Regions from separate parts of the Sus scrofa genome. Here region 1 is linked to region 2. The links are chromatin contacts, called in public HiChIP or PLAC-seq maps. All regions are on one chromosome and are shown on one strand. Each heading gives the region's core, a stretch centred on a gene start, on an enhancer-like site or on the middle of the called end of the contact. The rest is flanking DNA. Distances are from core to core; before and after follow the strand shown.

Region 1 (2,700 bases), core at 109-2,608, 66 kb after region 2:
GGCTGAGTGGGCTCCATGGGAAAAGCCAGTCCAGGAAGAAGGAACAGGAAGCTTAGCGCTCCAGAAGCCACACAAAGGAACCAGCTGTGAGAGCTCAGTCAACGCGAGCTGGGATCGTGTGTCACACGTAATCTGTTGACTACACATTATCCGCTCTAATGCTCATAATTACTCGGAGCCGAGTCCTGTTACCCTCCCATTTAAAATTTGGGCCAGGGTGAATGCCTTGTCTGAAGTTACACATGGAAGCGGCGGAGCAGGTGCGAGCCCAGAACTGTCTGCCCGTGAGGCCCACACTCCTTGGTCCACAGACAGACTTGGCTCTTGGGGACAGGCAAGCCATGGGGTGGTGGCCCATCCGAGAACGGCTTCCTGGAGGAATGGGTTGGTCTCTGCAGTTGCCAGAGGCCCCAAGAGGCGGTTCCCCACACGCAACCCTGGGCCCTGTCTGCATCCACAGGCAGCTCTCAGAGGACCTGCTCCTTGCCCGCGAGGCCCTGGAGAAGGAGATCCAGTTACGGCGGCAGCTCCAACAGGAGAAGGAGGAGCTGCTCTACCGGGTCCTGGGGGCCGACGCCTCCCCCGCCTTCCCCTTGGCCTCTGTCACCCCCACGGAGGTCTCCTTCCTCGCCACATAGGGCCTGGGCCACCATGACGCCTGTGGTCACAGCTTTCTCTCCAGGACTTGGCAGAGAACACGGCAGGGACCTCTGGTCCTTTTCCCAGGCAGGGACAAGGACAGGAGTGAGGGGGGAGCCAGGCTGCGTGCCCATGAGGCCTGGGGGCTCGGGCCACAGAGCACCACCCATGGGGCTGCCCAGGCCTGAGCAGCTTTGCCCCTCGAGCTGATGCAGGGAACAAACAAGAGGAATCCTCTCCCCTCCCCCTTTCTCCCTGCACAACTTGGGGTTGGGGGTGGATCTGAGGCTCCCCCGGGGGCAGCCACGCCACACTGATCACCTGAGCAAGAGGCGACACCCCCCTGGTCCTAACTTGTCAGCTTCGCTGCTGCCTCATCAACCACTCAACGTTCCCCCTCTACCCCGGCTTCTCTCAGCTCTAAACCATTTGCAGAAACTGAAATGGCCCTGGAGTCCCTCCCTGTCCCACTGGGGGATTTGTCTCAAGGTCAGACTAGGGGACCGGAGAGGACGTGGGCCACACCCTGTGAACCAAACTAGGAAAAGGGAGCAGCTGGGAGGGGGCACTGGAGGCCCTGCCAACTGCAGGACGCGGGACAGAGTCCCGGGCCCAGAGTCTGGTCCATCCAGGGCTTACAGGCTGGGCTGCTCCTCCTGGACCAGGCAAGGCTCACTCCCCAGCCCTCCGGCTCCCTCAGTCTTAGTGCCACCAGGACACGGGGGCCACCTAGTGGCTCTAAGTGCCCTCAACAGCCAGAGCCAGAATTTCACCTGTGTACAGATGAGGAAACCTAGGGAGAAGTAGGACCGACAGAGCCAGGGGACTAGGACTTCATCTGTCACCCAGGCTCTACCTTTTTTTTTTTTTTTTTTTTTTTTTTTAGGGCCATACTTGCAGCATGTGGAGGTTTCCAGGCTAGGGGTCAAATCGGAGCTACAGCTGCCGGCCTACACCACAGCCACAGCCACACCTGATCTGAGCCATGTCTGAGACATACACCACAGCTCATGGCAACGCCAGATCCTTAACCCACTGAGCGAGGCCAGGGATCAAGACTGCGTCCTCATGGATCCCAGTTGGGGTTTGTTACCGCTGAGCCACAGCGGGAACTCCCAGGTTCTACCTTATCGTACTTTTTCTTTCTCCCCAGGTTCTGGGAGGTGAGATCTGGGACTTAGTCTTTCTCCTCCTTTCTCTCGGGCCCCCAGCCCTTTCCAGTCTCCTCCACGCCCACTCTCCACTACCCCCCCCCCCGCCCCGCCGCAGCCCTCAGTCTCCCCGTCAGTGTGAAGGGCTGGGTGCTGGGGTAACTAACCTCCGCAAGCCTGTCCAGCCCCATCTGTGGATTCAGGAGTCTTCTCAGGAAGCTTTGGATCTTTTGGAGACAAGCATTTTAATTAAATGCTTTCACACACGCCCCCCCCCCCTCCCCAATCCACTGAAGATCCTTCAAGCAGGTTCTTAGCCAGCTTTAGCAGAAAGCCAACTGAAGAACTGAGGTCGAGGAGCCAATGGACCTTGCCCGAGCCCCCGCCCACCCTCCACCCCCCACCCCTGGCCCTCGGGCCAGCAGGTAGGAAAAGTCAACTCACTGGAACTGAGGTTTCCTGTCTTCCGCAGCTGCCCTCCTCCTTCCCTGGGGTCTGGGCTTCACCCTCTTCTAGTTCTAAGGGTTCAGATGGGACTCTGCTTCTCCAGCCCTGGGCAGACAGGTCAGCCAGGCGCCTTGGGGCCCATTCTGGAGTGAAACACATGCTTCTTCCTGTAACTCTTGCCAAAACCTGGCTGGGATAGGCTGGTTCATTAGACATTAATGGTGACAGCAAGGAAAAGAATTGGTGGCCAAATAATTTGGGAAACTCTAGGTTCACTCCACTTAAATAGCTCTGCAAACTGCAGGACTTCTCAGAGCCTTTAATGTGCTCACATGCACTCACTGCAGATTCCCAAGAAGGAGGCCAAGTGTCCAGCATCTCCCAAACATCTTTGACCAAGTTTCTGCCCCCAACCCGAGCACTTCAGGCTGCAAAATGCACTTTAAGAGACATGGTTTTCATT
Region 2 (2,700 bases), core at 80-2,579:
AGCTCGACTACAATATCATGTGATTCTATACACCAGTTTCCCCTTTGGAGCTGAAGTTTCCGTATCTTGTTGGATTTTTTTTTTTTTTTTTTTTTTTTTGCCTTACCCACAGCATGCAGAAGCCCCTGGGCCATAGATCAGACCTAAGCCACAGCAGCAACCCAGGCCATGGCTGTGACAACGCTGGATCCCTAACCCACTAAGCCACCAGGGAACTCCAGCCATTTCTGCGTCTTTTAAATAGAGTCATTTATGCTTTCCTCTCAAACATATTATGAGGGTAAGAGCATGTACATAAAGCTCCTAACGCAGTGCCAGGCACAGAGCATGAGCTGGCTCCCGAAATGATGGCCATTAGACATCCCAACCTCCACTTTCTGCCATTAGGTCCGTGAGATTCCTTGTATACCTGGAATAAACTTCCCTTTACTTGATCTCTTGGAATGGGCTTTTGTTCCTTGAAATGAAATACCTGGCCATGACTAAGAAAGGCAGGACAGGGTCTGATTCATGCTGCATTCCCCAAGGCTCCTCAGACAAGGTTGGTACCAACAAACATTTCCTTCCACATGCATTCCACGAATATTAATGGAGCAATGATTACAGGCCCAGAGCTAAGTGCTGTTCACAGAGGTCAATAATTAGAAATGTGCCTGCCCTACCTTGAGGGGCTTTCAGTTCAATGTAAGAAAATATTACCCATCATGATCCCTGGGTGCCATAAAAGAAACAGACAGAGGGTTATGTTGAGAGTAACAAAGGACTCAAATAGGGTGATGAGGAAGTGATATTTAAGCTGGACTCCAGCAAGATGAGAGTCAGCCATGAAAGTCCAGAAATGTCAGGATGAGGGGACAGGCGCAAAGGCCCTGCAGTGGGAAGACGCTCAGCTCTTCTGGGCCCTCCAAGGCAGTGGGCTCGACATGGGGGCCAAGGGACCCAGACAAGCTTAAAGGAGTTGCAGGGTCATTTAATGCAAGACCTCACAGGTCATCACTGGGAGGCTGGATTTCTTATAAGTGCAATGGGCTGCCTTTGCGGGAGAGTGCCATGCTCTGGTTTATTGTTGAGAATGGACTGCAAAGGGTCACATGTAGAAGGAGGGAGACCAGGTGGGCGGCCACTGTCAAATGAGAGGGTCTGGGATTAAGAGTGGGCTGGAGGGTGGGTGGGAGAACTAGCTGTTTTCTGGAGCTGCTTTCAGATGCTAAGGCAGCCTGATTCACAGTGCGGATTGATTCCAGGCTGGGGGAGATGTCCAGAGCCCAGTTCCTCCTTCCCCCAGGCCCTGCAGAGACTCAACAAGGTGCTTTCCCATTGCCCAACTAGAGGGTTCTGTGGCAATGAATTCTGCAGCTGTGTCCAGACTCATCTGGAAAAGGAAGTATGATGGACTAGCGATGCCCACTAAAGCCAGGCCTGGCACCAGCTATTTGGCATCCCAGCCTAGGCTAACATGTGGGAAGTGGCAGCATATGGCAAAGGGAAAAGGCACAGATGAGGAGGAAAGAAATATGGGTTCAAATCACAGATCTGCGGAGTTCCCATCATGGCTCAGTGGGTAACGAACCCGACTAGTATCTATGATGATGCAGGTTCGATCCCTGGCCTTGCTCAGTGGGTTAAGGATCCAGCGTTGCTGTGGCTGTGGTGTAGGCCGGCAGCTGTCACTCTGATTAGACCCCTAGCCTGGGAACCTCCATATGCCAGTGATGCAGCCCTAAAAAAAAGACAAAAACAAACAAACAAACAAAAAGGCAAATCACAGATCTGGATTAGAACCATACCTCAGCCACTATCACCAGCTGAGAACATGGGTCAGTTTCTCCTCTGGAGGCTCCATTTCCTCATCTATTAAATGTGCATAATTATATCTTCAGAGTGAGAACTCTGTGTACAGAAGGTACAGGCCACAACTCCTCAAGACTGTCAAGGCCATGAAAACACAAGACTGCGAAACTGTCACCAACCAGAGGAGAGACAGAACAACATATGCAATGTGGTGCCCTGGATTGGCTCCTGGAACAGAAAGAGGACATTAATGGGGAAAATCGGTAAAATCCAAGGGAATCTGCAGTTTTGCTAATGGTAATGTACCTAGGTTGGTTTCTCAGTCTTGACAAATGTACCCCGGGAATATAAGATGTTGACATTAGGGGGAACAGAGTCAGGAGTGTATGGGAACTCTGTACTATTTTTGCAAACTTTTCTGTAAGTCTAAAAGTATTCCCTAGAAAAGTTCATGAGCACAAGGCTCAAGATCTAGCACAGAGATGTACACAATAAATGACAGTCATTAGACAGCATCAGCAAGTCTATTAAGCGCCTACCTTAAGTCCAGCCTGGGACTAGACATTCTCCCCTATTATCTAAGTTCATCAAAGCCCAGGGTCACGAGATCGGTTCATGCAAGAAGAGTTTCCTGGTGCTCAAACAACTCACCATGGCTCCACTCTCTTCATCTGGCCCAGGATCTCAGGGTCAGGGTTATGAATCACATGAGCCCACAGAAGTCCCAGATGATAGCAGATAAGAATGGAAAGTGCAGAGTTCCCATTGTGGCGCAGTGGAAATGAATCTGACTAGTGACCATGAGGTTGCAGTTTCCATCCCTGGCCTCACTCAGTGGGTTAAGGATCCGGCGTTGCCGTGAGCTGTGGTGTAGGCCAGCAGCTATAGCTCTGATTCGACTCCTAGCCT

Evidence for each region. HiChIP or PLAC-seq counts read pairs in DNA pulled down with a chosen protein or histone mark.
Region 1: a contact with region 2 is called in an H3K27ac HiChIP or PLAC-seq map of alveolar macrophages, with 4 times the contacts expected there. The contact joins two enhancer-like sites. A contact is called at or near these places in 24 of 47 Hi-C or Micro-C datasets (adipose tissue, alveolar macrophages, blood and 10 more) and 2 of 2 datasets of contacts at active chromatin or transcription factors (alveolar macrophages and skeletal muscle).

What each region holds. Positions count from the first base shown.
Region 1 is chr16:71,816,968-71,819,667 of Sscrofa11.1, forward strand. It overlaps CCDC69 (coiled-coil domain-containing protein 69), which reads left to right. Exons shown (of 11, transcript XM_021077105.1): 11 at 461-2,700. The coding sequence ends at 638. Among named protein-coding and RNA genes, the nearest start is that of ANXA6, 39 kb to the right of the region's middle. Within about 2 kb of position 1,359, at least 13 of the 83 cell types and tissues checked have an H3K27ac peak or open chromatin away from gene starts, as enhancers often do. A contact at or near this core is called in alveolar macrophages, where this site is marked.
Region 2 is chr16:71,750,617-71,753,316 of Sscrofa11.1, forward strand. The region is part of intron 1 of GM2A (ganglioside GM2 activator); the gene reads right to left. Among named protein-coding and RNA genes, the nearest start is that of GM2A, 16 kb to the right of the region's middle. Within about 2 kb of position 1,330, at least 2 of the 83 cell types and tissues checked have an H3K27ac peak or open chromatin away from gene starts, as enhancers often do. A contact at or near this core is called in alveolar macrophages, where this site is marked.